2 separate regions of the Mus musculus genome follow, and region 2 is linked to region 1. A link is a contact called in public Hi-C data. All regions are on one chromosome and are shown on one strand. Each heading gives the region's core, a stretch centred on a gene start, on an enhancer-like site or on the middle of the called end of the contact. The rest is flanking DNA. Distances are from core to core; before and after follow the strand shown.

Region 1 (7,548 bases), core at 2,570-5,069:
CACTTAGACACTTAGACAACAGACAACATAACAAGACTCACACAAACAAACGCACCTCCAAGGGGTCCTTCGGGGTTCCTGGGTGTCACGCAGATCTCGGTGGGACCTCCAAATGAAAGAACTCAGTGGGGAAACCCCCACTCAGCTCCCGATTCGGCGTGCACCCAAGAATCACGAATAGAACACAACACCTTGATGTAACAACAAGAGGTTTTTTAATGGCGGAGCTCCGGGTCGAAACGTATCTCACACAACAGGAGACAGTGGATTCGACCACGAGGCTTGGAAGCTAGGGGGTTTTATAGAAAAGGAGTGGGGCTGGGGGAGGAATTGGCGCGGTTTCACATGATTGGTCCATTTAAACATCAGCAGCCTGTAACATTTAACTTAGGTCAGAGGGGTGGGAGCTAGGGAGGCGATGGGCTTGCCCGGGCATGTCCTGGTCTGTTCTGCTATGTTCTCAGCCCCAGGTTTCAAAGCTCAGAAACAACTCTTTGGGCTATTTAACATACATTACATGAATTACAGTTTTATTTCCTTTCACAATCACATTGGTTGTTTGTGGTGAAGGTGGTTAGCAGTCAGCATCCTCTTCAAGTCCTTTGTTGTTAATGGACTTTCCTTTCTCCTCTGAACTTCAAGTTGAAGACAGCAGAGGGCGCCCTGCCACGGATATAAAAGGGAGTCTAAAATTGACGCGTTACATTTAAGTCAATCTATTAAATTTTCAAAGATGTGAATTTTACTAAAATAGAACCCGGTACTTAATCTTTTCACTATTTTAGGATTCTGACCTCACTCTATCTGCTCTGTTCCCTTTCCTTCCTGGTAATGAACATTTCAACCTCCCGTGAATCACTGTGACATGTACCATCAAGAGCTTTTCCAATTTAGCTTCGAGATTCTTTCAGATAATGAAAGCATTAGTCCCTGCAATTTCCAGATCTTTCTAAGTCTTCCACAAAGAATATGGTCTCCCTTTCACAGGCCTGAAGAGGGAATGCTGGTGTATATGTGTGTGTGTGTGTGTGTGTGTGTGTGTAAGTGGACTGATGTGATGTTCTTTGAAGGCCTGTTCCACTTTAAGTGTGGTGCTCAGAGGTTACCTAATATTTTCAGAACAATGAGGAGGATAAGAGATGTTTTAGGTTAGAGCTTGTTAGAAACAGCGGTTCACCTGAGCAGTGGGCAGAGCAGCCTGTTGCTACAGTGCAGAAGGGGTCTGGAGGCTCAGCTCCAGTGGCTGGCTATCTCTGATCCGGTAACTATTTTCCCCCTCTAGCATTACACATGATCTGCAAGCAGTCTTGGAGATCAGCAGAGCCTTCATTTGGTTCCTCTCTTCTCTCCCCTCCTCTTTTTCCTTTTGTAGAACTTTTGGAGAATTCTCTCCTCCAGGCATGATATTTCTGTCTCTATCTTGAAATCAGAGCTGTTTTGGCTGGGCAGTGTGGCTCATGCCTTTAGTCACAGCACTTGGGAGGTCACTGAATATCTGAGTTCAAGGCTAGCCTAGTCTAAAGAGAGGGTTTCAGAACAGCCAGGGATACACAGAAAAACCTGTCGTAAAAAAACAAAAACAAAAACAAACAACAGCCAAAAAAGAAAATAGGGGAGGGAGGAAATAAATCAAAGCAGTTTTATTCTGTGTCTTTCCTAGTAATGAAAATTTTAACCTCTGGTGAATCACTGTGACCTGTATTAAGAGCTTCCCAATTTAGCTTTGAGATTCTTTCAGATAATAAAAGCATTAATCCCTGCAACTTCCAGATCTTTCTAAATCTTCCGCAGAGGATATACTTTCCCTTTCAGCCCTGAAGAAGGAACAGTGCTATATATTGCGAACAGTGGAGAATGTTAATAGCCTCTTACAACATTGGGTCTTTTCATTTTCTCCTGCAGAAGGAAGGGGCGACCACAGACTCTCACTAGAGACTCCAACCGCTCCTCGCTCAGCCGCCTCAGCTGCCAGGAGCTTAGTGCCAGGCTGTACAGGAGGTGGGAGGTGGCTTGGGTACCAGTGATACAATGTTTATAAATTCCTCATCCACCCATGCTAGGTGAGACGTTTATGAGACGTGGCTGCCTTCGAGTCACCTGTGCTCCTGTAAATCAAAACAAACAACTCAGTACTTCAACAAGCTACTGAGTCCAAGCTACTGGACTTGGAATAATTTCTTTGGTCTTTTAGATCTCTCTCTCTCTCTCTCTCTCTCTCTCTTGTATCTATCTATGTATCTATCTATGTATCTATCTATGTATCTATCTATCTATCTATATTTTTTTATGATAGAGGGTTTTCTCTGTGTGGCCTTGGCTGTCCTGAAACTCTCTTTATAGATCAGGCTGGCCTTGAATTCATAGAGATCCAACTATCTCTGCTTCCTGAGTGCCAGGATTCAAGGCTGTGCTATCACTGCCCAGCTGTTTTTTGGTTTGTGTGTGTGTGTGTGTTTGTATAAAATATATTTTAATCAGATTCTTTCCCCTCACCAAACTCCACCTTGATACCCTACCACCACAAACACAAACAGCGGCTTTTGGATGGTAAAAATACCCCCTGATTGGCTTTTCCTTTGGGAGTGAGATAGGGCTGTTAAGGGATGCACACCTGGGATAACTCTACAGATAGGTTCTAGCTGAGATGAGCTTTCTGAAGACAATTTCAATTTCATCTTTGAAAAGTATGGAATGAAGTTGGGCAGTGGCACACACCTTTAATCCCATCACTCGGAAGGCAGAGGCAGGCAGATCTCTGTGAGTTCGAGGCCAGCCTGCTTTACAGAGTGAGTTCCAGGGCAGCCAAAGCTACAGAGAGAAACCTTGTCTCCAAAAAGACATAAGAAAAATGATGGAACGCATCATGCATTTGCGTGCTATTCTTTCGCAGGGGCCATGCTAACAATCCCTGTATCATTCCAATGTTAGCATATCTGCTGCCAACGCGAGCACATTTCTTTTATCTGTTGACGTCCTGTTTGGGGTGAAAAGTTGATTCTGTGTATCTCTTCAGGAAAAAAAAAAAAAAAAAGAAAGAAAAGAAAGAAAGAAAGAAACCACACAACACCATTGTTTTCCTCAAAAGCAAGTTTTCTTCTTAAGAACTAGGTTTATGGAAAAACCTGGAACTGAATTGGGAGCTCCCGCCTCCTCAGAGCGTCAATGATTAGTGGTTGGCCCGATCCAAGGCAGTTTCTTTAAAGGCTGTGCTTTGGCAGCGTTCCCACCGAGAAAGAAGATTAGTTCCTCGTCTATGTGTTCCCTTTGCCAGTATTTTGCTTGCCCTTGTCCTTATTTTGCGCCATTCCTTGATTACAGCTCAAAGACGACACCCTCTAGGCAATGCACTCTGCTCTTTCAAAACCGCGGGTCCCTCTTCCACTGTACCATTTAGGTCAAACCCGGGAGCATATTTTCCTATTACGTATCTGCCAGACCGTAAATCAAGCACCGTCGGGAGTACAGATACCCATCACCAGCCCGGGTCTCCCAATGGAGGGACATGCTGGTCCAGTGAAGCATCGCCAGCAGAAGGGCAAAGGCACTGCGGGAGGGCCTGACAGGTCCTGGCACATTTTACATGGGATAGGGAAAGAGGGCTGCCTTAATTCATGTCAGGAATCCCTAAGTACGTGGAAATTCCTCTGTGGGATGAGGCGGTCAGCATCCCACATGCTCGCGTCTCGTTTAGAGTCACGCAGCTTGCTGGTGTGCCAGCGGAGCGGCTCCCTACTCACGCGGCCCGAGACGGACCCAAAGTACTGGTGGGATCGGCTGCTCCACGGAACACCAGAGCAAAGGACAGGAAGTGAGCCTCCTATAGCGCGCCGCTCGTTTCCGGCCCGGCAGAACATCATCATTCATTTGCCTCCGGTTGTCTCCCGGGCGCCGCTTCCGAATCGGCGCGATGGGCAAGAAGGGAAAGAAGGAGAAGAAGGGCCGCGGCGCGGAGAAGACGGCCGCCAAGATGGAGAAGAAGGTGTCCAAGCGCTCGCGGAAGGAGGAGGTGAGCGGGGCCCGGAGCGGCGTGCGATCGCGGGCGGGAGACCCGGAGGCGGGGTTGCGCCCGGTGTCCCTGGGTGGCTTCGGGCCTGCGCCGAGCCCGGTGCCCCCGGGCCTCTCCTCTCTCGGGTCCCTTTGCAGTCCCGAAACTCCTCGTTTATCCGGTCGCCCTCTCTTCCATGGAAGACCAGATCTGTCCTGTTCGGTTCCGCGTGCTTACCTTTCTGTGGGCAGAGTAAAGCAACGTGGTGGGGCTTAGTAGAGGAGAAGTGAAGCTGGGTGATTCCTGCTTGGTCCAGGTCTGCGTTCCGGGAGTAAAGCCGTAACGGTCCTGCGCCTGTCCCCACTCCCCAGCCCCCAGCCCTAAAAGGAGAGCAGATTTTCTTCCAGCAGCCTCAGGGAGTGAGCCACGAGTAGGAATTTGGGGGTTGTGTCTGTTGGTTTTCGAGACAGGGTTTCTCTGTCCTGGAAGTCACTCTGTTGACCAGGCTGGTCTTGAACTGAGAGAACTCCCGCTGCTTCTACCTCCCGAGTGGAGTGCTGGAATTAAAGGCGTGCCACCATCAGCAGGATTTAGTAACCAGACAAGTCACTGAAACTGCGGTGTTTCAGGACATTTGGTTGTGACCTTCACTCATATTCTTATAGGCATTGATTATCCCAGGACCTACAGGTGGATCTGTGCGGAAGTTCAAGCACCGTGCTTGCTGTTGTCTTAGGGCTTTCTGACCCAAGAAACTATGGAGGCAGCTTTGATGGCCACGTTTAGCTCAGTGGTCTGCCAGGCACAGGACTTCCTGGGCTCCCCTCCTCATAACCTTGGAAGAGGGAACCTCAATTGAGAATATACCTCCATAAGATTGGCCTGTGTGGAGCTGGAGAGATGGCTCAGCTGTTAAGAGCATATGTTGCTCTTCCAGAGGATCCAGGTTTTATTCTGTGGACCCATCTGGGAGCTCACAGGTCTCTGGCCTTTGTGGGCACCAGGCACACATTCTGGCAAGACGCCTACACATATGAAATAACGCATTTTTAAAAACCTGCTTCTAGGCAAATCTGTGGGGGTATTGTCTTGATTAGTGATTGGTATTGGAAGATCTAACCCATACCTGGGCAGGTGGCACTGGGTCGTTAAGAAAAAAGCTGAGCAAGCTACAGCAAACTAGCCAAGAAGCAGCTATCCGCCTTGGTCTCTGCTTCATCTCCTGCCCCTGGGGTTCCTGCTCTAACTTCCTTTCAGGATGGAATGTAAGCTGTAAGGTGAGATAAACCCTCTCCTTCCCGGTTGCTTTTGATCACAGCAATAGAAAGCAAACTTGGACACCCTAGTAAACTCAGGGGAGTGGGCACTGTGTGGGTGTGGGAAAGTTTGGTTTCAGTGCTGGCCAGCATGCTTGTTGCCTTAGTGTCCAGGTCTGTGGTGACAGCTGGGACGTAGGTAGGGGCTGTCGAGTGGTAGCCCGCAGGTTAGCACCGACCCTGTCATTCAGGCACTGGTCTAAAGGACTCAAGGCCTGTTCTCATGGAGCCCATATCTTAGCATGGGAATAGGAGCTGGAAACCAGTAAGCAAGAGGAATCCCAGGAATGGCTGTGTAGACAGCAAGGTAGGCTGTTGGCACAAACAGGTTGTCAGAGGGCAGTGTGGCCAGGTTGCAGTTCCCTTCATAGAAAACCCTTGATTGATTGGCAGGAGGTGCGCATGCGTCTACACCTACAGAAAGCTGCTTTGATTGATTGGCAGGAGGTGCGCATGCGTCTACACCTACAGAAAGCTGCTTTGATTGATTGGCAGGAGGTGCGCATGCGTCTACACCTACAGAAAGCTGCTTTGATTGATTGGCAGGAGGTGTGCACGCGTCTACACCTACAGAAAGCTGCTTTGATTGATTGGCAGGAGGTGTGCATGCGTCTACACCTACAGAAAGCTGCTTTGATTGATTGGCAGGAGGTGCGCATGCGTCTACACCTACAGAAAGCTGCTTTGATTGATTGGCAGGAGGTGTGCACGCGTCTACACCTACAGAAAGCTGCTTTGATTGATTGGCAGGAGGTGTGCACGCGTCTACACCTACAGAAAGCTGCTTTGATTGATTGGCAGGAGGTGTGCACGCGTCTACACCTACAGAAAGCTGCTTTGATTGATTGGCAGGAGGTGCGCACGCGTCTACACCTACAGAAAGCTGCTTTGATTGATTGGCAGGAGGTGCGCATGCGTCTACACCTACAGAAAGCTGCTTTGATTGATTGGCAGGAGGTGCGCATACGTCTACACCTACAGAAAGCTGCTTTGATTGATTGGCAGGAGGTGTGCATGCGTCTACACCTACAGAAAGCTGCTTTGATTGATTGGCAGGAGGTGCGCATGCGTCTACACCTACAGAAAGCTGCTTTGATTGATTGGCAGGAGGTGCGCATGCGTCTACACCTACAGAAAGCTGCTTTGATTGATTGGCAGGAGGTGCGCATGCGTCTACACCTACAGAAAGCTGCTTTGATTGATTGCCAGGAGGTGCGCATGCGTCTACACCTACAGAAAGCTGCTTTGATTGATTGGCAGGAGGGGTGCATGCGTCTACACCTACAGAAAGCTGCTTTGATTGATTGGCAGGAGGTGCGCATGCGTCTACACCTACAGAAAGCTGCTTTGATTGATTGGCAGGAGGTGCGCATGCGTCTACACCTACAGAAAGCTGCTTTGATTGATTGGCAGGAGGTGTGCATGCGTCTACACCTACAGAAAGCTGCTTTGATTGATTGGCAGGAGGTGCGCATGCGTCTACACCTACAGAAAGCTGCTTTGATTGATTGGCAGGAGGTGCGCATGCGTCTACACCTACAGAAAGCTGCTTTGATTGATTGGCAGGAGGTGCGCATGCGTCTACACCTACAGAAAGCTGCTTTGATTGATTGGCAGGAGGGGTGCATGCGTCTACACCTACAGAAAGCTGCTTTGATTGATTGGCAGGAGGGGTGCATGCGTCTACACCTACAGAAAGCTGCTTTGATTGATTGGCAGGAGGTGCGCATGCGTCTACACCTACAGAAAGCTGCTTTGATTGATTGGCAGGAGGTGTGCACGCGTCTACACCTACAGAAAGCTGCTTTGATTGATTGGCAGGAGGTGCGCATGCGTCTACACCTACAGAAAGCTGCTTTGATTGATTGGCAGGAGGTGTGCACGCGTCTACACCTACAGAAAGCTGCTTTGATTGATTGGCAGGAGGTGTGCACGCGTCTACACCTACAGAAAGCTGCTTTGATTGATTGGCAGGAGGTGCGCACGCGTCTACACCTACAGAAAGCTGCTTTGATTGATTGGCAGGAGGTGTGCATGCGTCTACACCTACAGAAAGCTGCTTTGATTGATTGGCAGGAGGTGTGCATGCGTCTACACCTACAGAAAGCTGCTTTGATTGATTGGCAGGAGGTGCGCATGCGTCTACACCTACAGAAAGCTGCTTTGATTGATTGGCAGGAGGTGCGCATGCGTCTACACCTACAGAAAGCTGCTTTGATTGATTGGCAGGAGGTGCGCATGCGTCTA
Region 2 (7,548 bases), core at 1,579-4,078, 1.5 Mb before region 1:
GAGGCAAAGGCAGGTCAGGGCGGCTGAAACAGTGAGCAAGATTACTAACAGGCGAGGTCAGGGAGAAGTGTCTTAGCATAGCAGACACCTGCTGGGAATGGAGAGCTATCACTGCGTTCTCATGGTGGCAGCAGCAATGAAGGCTCCCTGTGACCTGAGACAGATAAAGGGGTCTCGCTCCACCCCAGTACTGTACAGATTCGAGGCACTGTTAGAAACTCTACGAATGTTAAAAACCTCCTCACATTCTGATGCTAATTTCCTGTAGCTAAGCAAAGACGTTGGGGGACAGAGCATCTTGGTTCTCTAACTGGCAATTGTTGAAATCTCCCCACCCCAGCTGCCTTGAGGAATAGAACTGTCTGCCAAACCGTAAGGCAGACGACCCATATTCAACATTGAATATTCCAGAGGCCTTGAACTGTGCTCACAGCTGACAGGTGCAGCCTCGGAAATACTGCTTCCCTTTGTATCGGGCGTCTACTACCACGAGCCTTGGTTCTGATCTGTAGGTGATTCCCTGGTCCCAAACGCCAGTCCTCTGGAAAAGCAGCAAGGGCCCTTCACCACTGGGTTGTATCACCAGCCTCCCGCCCCGCTTGCCTACCTCAGCAGTGTAATTCAAAGCAGCTGAGCAGTCAGTAGCCTGGGCCCCAAAGGTGGCAAGATTGCCAACTTCGTGACATATGAAAAGGAGGCCACTGACCAGTTTGAGAGAGTGTCAGGGATGGGACAGAGGGAGGCAAAAGCAGAGGACAGGGAGCCAAGGCTAAAGGTGAAAGCCGTAAAGAACCAGGGAAAGCGAAGTGCAGGACAAGTTCAGGAGAGCTGTAAAATCTTTAAGAACCAATGGTCTCAGATCCCTAAGGTCTGAGAGTGAACCCCAGCTGCCGTCAAGGGAGGAATCCCAGTACAAGGAAGGCTACAGATGGGTGAATGATGGGATATCTAGGCTCTGTTTTGCAATCACCTCTTAAGAGAAATGGGATTAAAATTATATTAAAGGCATGTAGACTGACAGAAACTGGGCCATGGGCGCATACGGGTTATTTGTATTTTCCTAATTTTTGTGTACGTTTAAAAGTAAACATAGCTGGGTGGTGGTGGTACATGCCTTTGATCCCAGCACTCAGGAGGCAGAAGTGCGCGAATTTCCGAGTCTGAGACACAGCATCTCTAAGTAGTCTACAGAGTGAGTTCAAGGACAGCCAAGACTACATAGAGAAACCCTGTCTTGAAAAAGAAATGATGATAAGCAAAAGTAAATCTAAGAAAAGTACTAGTGAAGGGAGAAGAAACAGTAGGAATGGGGGTTGCTCTCAGGCTCAAAGTCAGAGGAGGCAGGCGAGTTCTCTGTACCAAGGGAAGACATATTTCACCATCGCCACAGACTACAGGACAGATCCCTTCCTTTCCTTATGGGAGAAATAAACAATCTCTGAACCAAACTTCCAAAATGTCTGTGACATTTCTCACACCAATCAATATCTTTGCTAGGAACTTTTAAACCTGCTAACTGATAAAAAGCTGGGGACAACTGGGGGTAGTGCTGTCTTGGGTGCTGCAACAGTAGGATAGACATGGTTTCATATCTGCGACTTGAGGAAGACCCAGTACTTCCGTGTGTCCCAGCTAGCTGAGACAATTCACTGCAAGACTGAGAGTCTCAGACACATTACATCTTTTTACTCACTCGAAAATGGCCACTGACACCTTACCATATGTGGAAGTTGGAGATACGAGGAAAAGACATATTATCTGCCCACACATGAAGTCAGAATCATAATTTATACACATATGAAACTGCAGACCCAGGTCAGTCTGTCGTAAGGAAAAACACGGGGCTCAGGACTGCTACCCAATTTTCTGCTGCGAGGAATACGATACGATAGGTACAAGTAGCTGGGACACACAGAAGTACTGTGATGAATAAGCCGAAATGTTTGCAGAAGAGAGACCTCCCTCAAGTCGCAGAAATGAAACCAAGCCTACCCTACCATCCCATTGCCCCGGACAGAACAACCCTACTCCTTCAGTGAAGCCTAGACCCAACTGAACCCCACCTCCCACTCGCCATCCACAGTGCCCCTCCCCCTTAGCTGTCTCGGATGTCACGCCCCGCCCACTCTGACGTCACTGCCCCGTCCTGCCCTGCGTCACGTCACGTCTCTGGACACAGCCGCGAGACACGCCCTATGCTGCAGCAAAGTCCTGTCACTCAGCCCCTTGTCGGCACCCCCGTTAGCCTTTAGCAGCCCCTTCGCTCGGCATTTTCTTCCACCTTCCACTCGATCTCGGACGGGGAACACGGCTTCCTCACCCCACCCACCCTGCGGCTGAAGACCCGCCTTCCCCGATGCGGCGCAGTCCCTTCTCTCCGCCCACTCGACTGCAGTCCAGACCCAACTTTGTGCCCCTTCGCATGACGTCATGCCCCCACCATTTCCCCCCCCTCAGGTTGCCCAGCTCCTCACCAGCTCAAACCGGTTGTTGACACGGACTCCTTCCTTCCCTGCACCCCCGGGGCGCCGGCCACCCAGCCCCGGTTTTGGTCCCTCTTCCTCTGCGTCATCGTCATCAAGGAGGACAAACTTCAAGGCGTCGGGCCCTAGGGGTTCCTGGCCGCGCTGTTCCCCCCTCAGTCTCCGGAGGGCCCGGCGCGACATAGGACCCGACAGCCTGATGTGGGCAGAGGGACGAGGAAGAGCAGCAGTGTGGCGGCGCCTGCGCACTTGCGGCGCGCTGGCGCAAGATTGGCGTGTCGCGTTTGCGCGCCGCGGCTCTCCGGAACTTCCTCCCAATTCCCCGTGGAGTCGGGGAAGGTGCAAGGGTGGCCCAGGGAGCTCTCGCGAGAGTCGGGCCCTAGCGGCGGCCGTGGTGCGGTGCTTCGGCTTTGGAGATGGCTGGCTTTCAGAAAGCCGGCTGTGCGGCGGGCAGCAACGCGCAGGCTCAGAGCGCTGCTCCGCACGAACGCGATTCCCGGGGGCGAGCCTGGGGGCGAGCGGGCAGGGGTGGGGCAGGCGAGGAGGCCGTGAGAGCAGGTGCGCACGCCGCAAGGCCCGTGTGCAAAGACCTCTGCTATGACAGGAGCGAGGGACCCAGTCCCCAACCCCTCTCTGCTAGCCTACCCATGCGACTTGTCCGATGTCCCCCACCTCCACGTTGTTACTAGACTGCAAAGGGACAGTTTTCACCTTAATAGAACCAACCTAACTTCTTTCAGACTGGGTAACTCCTCTCCACAACGTGCACCGAGCCGAGTTAGGTGTTAGGGCTTGCTTTTTATTGTCGCGAACGCAACAGGGGTGGTCATGTTACAGGGGTATTGGGTGAGGGGAGAGCTGCCTAGGTGTGGATCCGTGGTGTGAAGTCACGGCAGCCCTACCTATGTGTATTCTAATTCAGGAAGATTTTCACAATAAGGACATAGGGATCCTCGGCACAGATCTTTTCTTTTTCCATGTTCTTTTTGTTTTTGTTTTTTGAGACAGAGTTTCTCTGTGTACCCTTGACTGTCCTGGGACTCGCTTTGCAGACCATGCTGGCCTCTGCCTCCCAGGTGTTGTGACCAAAAGTGTGTGCAACAACAACCGACCTTTTTTTAAAACAAAACAAAAACACCACCTGTCTTAGGGTTTCTATTCCTGGACAAAATATCATGACCAAGAAGCAAGTTGGGGTGGAAAGGGTTTATTCAGCTTACACTACATACACACTGCTGTTCATCACGAAAGGAAGTCAGGACTGGGACTAAGCAGGCCAGGAAGCAGGAGCTGATGCAGAGGCCATGGAGGCTTGCTCAGCTTGTTTTCTTATAGAACCCAAGCCCAGGTATGGCACCACCCACAATGGGCCCTCACCCCTTAGTCACTAATTGAGAAAATGCCTTACAGCTGGATCTCATGGAGGCATTTCCTCAATTGACTCCTTTCACTGTGATAACTCCAGCCTGTGTCAAGTTGACACAAAACTAGCCAGTACACCACCCAAACCAAGATCTTGCCCTGTAACGCTGGCTACCCGTGAAGCTATGGAAATCCTGTTCTGAAGGGCTGGAATTACAGAGCTACTTCATGTCTACGCCCCAATTTTTATACTTTTGGAAAACTTTCCTAGACGAGTCAGGATTGAGTACCTCCAAAGTAAAATGAGCTGGGGTTGGGTTGGACCTTTCCCCAGCTTGAGAGCAGGAGAGGGCTAGGCCAGTCACTGCTCTTACTTGATCTTAGCCAAAAGGCTGAGAAGCAATCAGTCACTTATCTTAAATTCCAGCTTCATTTTGGGAGATAGATCTCCTTTTACAGGTGAAGACGCCTTAATGAGCTAAGTTTCCCAGAGAGAACCCGGTTTTGCATTCATGTGACTCCCAAAGTCCAAACAATGTAGGCGGTTGGCAAGGACAGAGAAGGCAGGCAGGGCAGCAATCCCTTAGTTCCTGCTCTTGTGTGAGCCCCCTGTCCCACTGTCCGTGTGCTCCACTCCACCCTGCCTCCCCCAGGAGTCTTGGTTCGTCCCTGGGTTGGATGCTGAGCCCTCTGCCCACACTATGAAGTATCTTTAGGTACTTCAAAGTTGATGGTTCACAGCTGCTGTCCCAAGGTGCCCATCCCCCCAACCCTCTTCCCTGCGCACTGTTAAAGTTGCAGCTTCTTCCGCATCAGGCTCAATGCTGCCGCCCTGACTGTTCAGGACCAGGCTGGCTTCTGTGCCATCCGTGATCAAGAGCTGTGGCCAGGCTGGGCAGTGGTGGCGCACGCCTTTAATCCCAGCACTTGGGAGGCAGAGGCAGATGGATTTCTGAGTTCGAGGCCAGCCTGGTCTACAGCCAGGGCTATACAGAGAAACCCTGTCTTGAAAACACACACACACACACACACACACACACAGAGCTGTGGCCAGCTTACACAGGTCAGTAGCCTTACCTTTGAATAAAGTGGGAGGTCTCAGTCTAGAACTGCCTCTCCTGAGACACAAGTCATGGACCCTGAAGGATGGAGTTGATCTTCCCTGAACCACTAGCTCCAAATGTGTCTCCCCAAACTGCTGCAGATCTGGTCCTTCTGAAAATCTCAGTTCTAACCACTGTATTTGGCATCGTCCCGATGGATGAGGCTGAGGCTAGCTCAGTGGGCTGACATGCAACCCACTGTTTAGAAAAGACCAGCAACCATAAGACAGGACAGGCTGTTGTACAACCTCCAGAAGTGGTTGTAGGGCACTGTACAACCACAGGCATTACCCTGCAACTCAGCTGGGTGTTTCCCAAAATATGAGTTTATTGCTTTCATTTGTGTTGTGTGAGGATCAGAACTGGTGACACCATGCTTGGAGTGTGAGCTGGATATGTGGCTGCTTTCGAGTCTGTAGATCAAGAACTGTACGTAGTTCATGGCACTGGATGTCCATGAGAATACTTCATGAACATGAGGGGGCTTCTTGTTTGAGAGTTCACTGTATAGCTCAGACATCTGCAGCTTGCTACATAGCCCAGACTAGCCTCAAACCAGTGACCTTCCTCATGCTAATTCCCAGCTGCTGGTTTAACAAGTGTGAGCCTCCATAATTGGTTAAATGTGAGTGTTGTCATTGCTGGCTGAGTGACAGTACTGATTCCTAACATTTTCTGCCTGTTCTTTTAAATCAAAGGGCCGGAGAGATGGCTGCTCAGTGGTTAGAGTGCTTGCTGCAGACCAAGCGAAGGGACTGAGTTCAGTTCCTAGCACCCATGTGTGACTCGCAGCCACCCTCAACTCCAGTTTGATAGTTCCCATGGGCTCCCGCACGCATGCAGTTTACATAAATTAACGTAAGCGAACATGTAACCCAAATAGGCATATCTTTTAAACTTGAAAAAGTCAAAATACAAAGGTGGTCTGTGAGGTGCTCAGATGAATGGGTGCCAGGAGCTAGCCTCTTTTACTGGGTGTTCCAATTTCAAAGATAACTTGCACAGGTCCATCTGTCACAGTCCTGTGCCCTTGGTGCCTCTTCTAGTCTGAGCAAGCTGGTGGAGGCTGGAGTCAGCCAGCAGGGCTCAGTTAGCAGGCTTCCGTTGGAGTTCTGGCATGTTCTGAGATAAGCAATCAATCTCTACCTTACTGAGCTTTTCTTTCCTAATCTGTAAAGTGGAGTGATGAGAGACCCCCTCCTCTGCTGGGTGCATGTAAGCAGGCAGGGAGCTTAGCCCAGGCCCATCCTGAGTCCAGGTGTCGGGACTGCCTCTGGGCTTAATGAGCATGATATCACCATCATTTGGCAGAGCAGCCGTGCTAACCTTCAGAAAGCATTGCCTGCAACCATGGCAGTGAAATAACATGATATGCAAGCTTATGGCAATGGTTGTAGGTTTACTGACTTTCCCTGATAGGAAGCAAGTCACCAAGCCCTCACAGGAGATTCCAGCCACCCCCTTCCCCTCCCCAGCTGCACCGTGGTCTTGGTATAGGAAGTAGAAAATTGGCTGGGGGTGTGAACTACAGGGATGCAGTTTTCATGGGTGACAACCCATGTTGGGGTGGGGCTTCTCGGTGATGCGTTTACCTGAGAGTCACTTATGTTCCTGTCAGTAACCCCTCGCTGTATTACAGTAAGCTCAGTAAACTCATTGATTGGTCAAGCTGACGTGAGTGGAATCATTCCTTAGGTCTGTCAGTGCCGTATCTGGATGCTCGTTCATATCTCCCTAGGAGAAGCCACATAGCGAGCGCTAGCAAGAGACCCAAGAGCAAGCTTGACCTGGGAGCACCTGGGCTTCTTCCCAGCAGAATCCCACATACTCAGAGGTAGACCTGGTCCTCTGGTTCACTGAGGAACCAAGGCGTTCTGTCTACCCAGGGAAGAGAAGCTGCCACACACTCACTGCTGAAGAGAACCAGGGCATGGGGCAGGCAGGGAAGCTGAGCTCTGAGATCCATTCCCCAACCCCTCCCAGGCTTCCCAAGGAGTCCTGAGAGGAAAGGAGGAGGGAAAGTCCTGGAGGAAGGTTGGCCCTGAATGAACTGTAGGGAAAGAGACAATGTATATAAATATAGGCCATATATATATTATAAATGTATCTATATATGTATATATGTACATGCGCAAGGGTGGGGGGGCTGATGGCAGCTGTGTTCCAGGATGGGGTGTGGGGAGGCCATCACAACAGTCATTGGAAGTTGAGAGTCCTGGTGTTGGGGATATAGAGGGACTGGGTCTGACGGCTTCGTCGTGGAGTGGCATTGAGGACATCCACGCTCTTGCGGCTGGAGCACACGACATCAGCCACAAAGCTGGTGCAGTCACTGCAGACATCCTTTAGGACACAGCCGTGGGCATAGATGTGGGGGAACTCCTCCTCCACGCTCCGCCACTTTGGTCCCTGCAGGGATCTAGAATGCAGAGATGCCAGGAAAGAACCATGAGAGGAGAGAACCCTACCGGGGCTAGGATCTCCCAGAGGCCTTGTCCTGCCACTTCTGAATCTCAAACCTTGCTTTTCATGTCCACGCCACCCCTCACCTTCCTCCTCCTTCTCTCCTTCCTCATCCACCCAGCAATCAATGTTCATCC

What was found. Hi-C and Micro-C count contacts between places; a contact is called where the count stands out from the background.
Region 2: a contact with region 1 is called in a Hi-C map of B cells, with 6 read pairs. The contact joins the promoter of Tcf25 here to the promoter of Klhdc4 in region 1.

The regions. Positions count from the first base shown.
Region 1 is chr8:121,825,840-121,833,387 of GRCm38.p6, reverse strand. It overlaps Klhdc4 (kelch domain containing 4), which reads left to right and starts at 3,819. Exons shown (of 12, transcript NM_145605.2): 1 at 3,819-4,006. The coding sequence starts at 3,908. It overlaps Gm24283 (a small nuclear RNA gene), which reads right to left and starts at 2,952; the gene lies at 2,846-2,952.
Region 2 is chr8:123,368,991-123,376,538 of GRCm38.p6, reverse strand. Tcf25 (transcription factor 25 (basic helix-loop-helix)) reads right to left here and starts at 2,828. Exons shown (of 18, transcript NM_001037878.4): 1 at 2,475-2,828. The coding sequence starts at 2,666. It overlaps Spire2 (spire type actin nucleation factor 2), which reads right to left. Exons shown (of 15, transcript NM_172287.2): 15 at 7,021-7,367. The coding sequence ends at 7,145.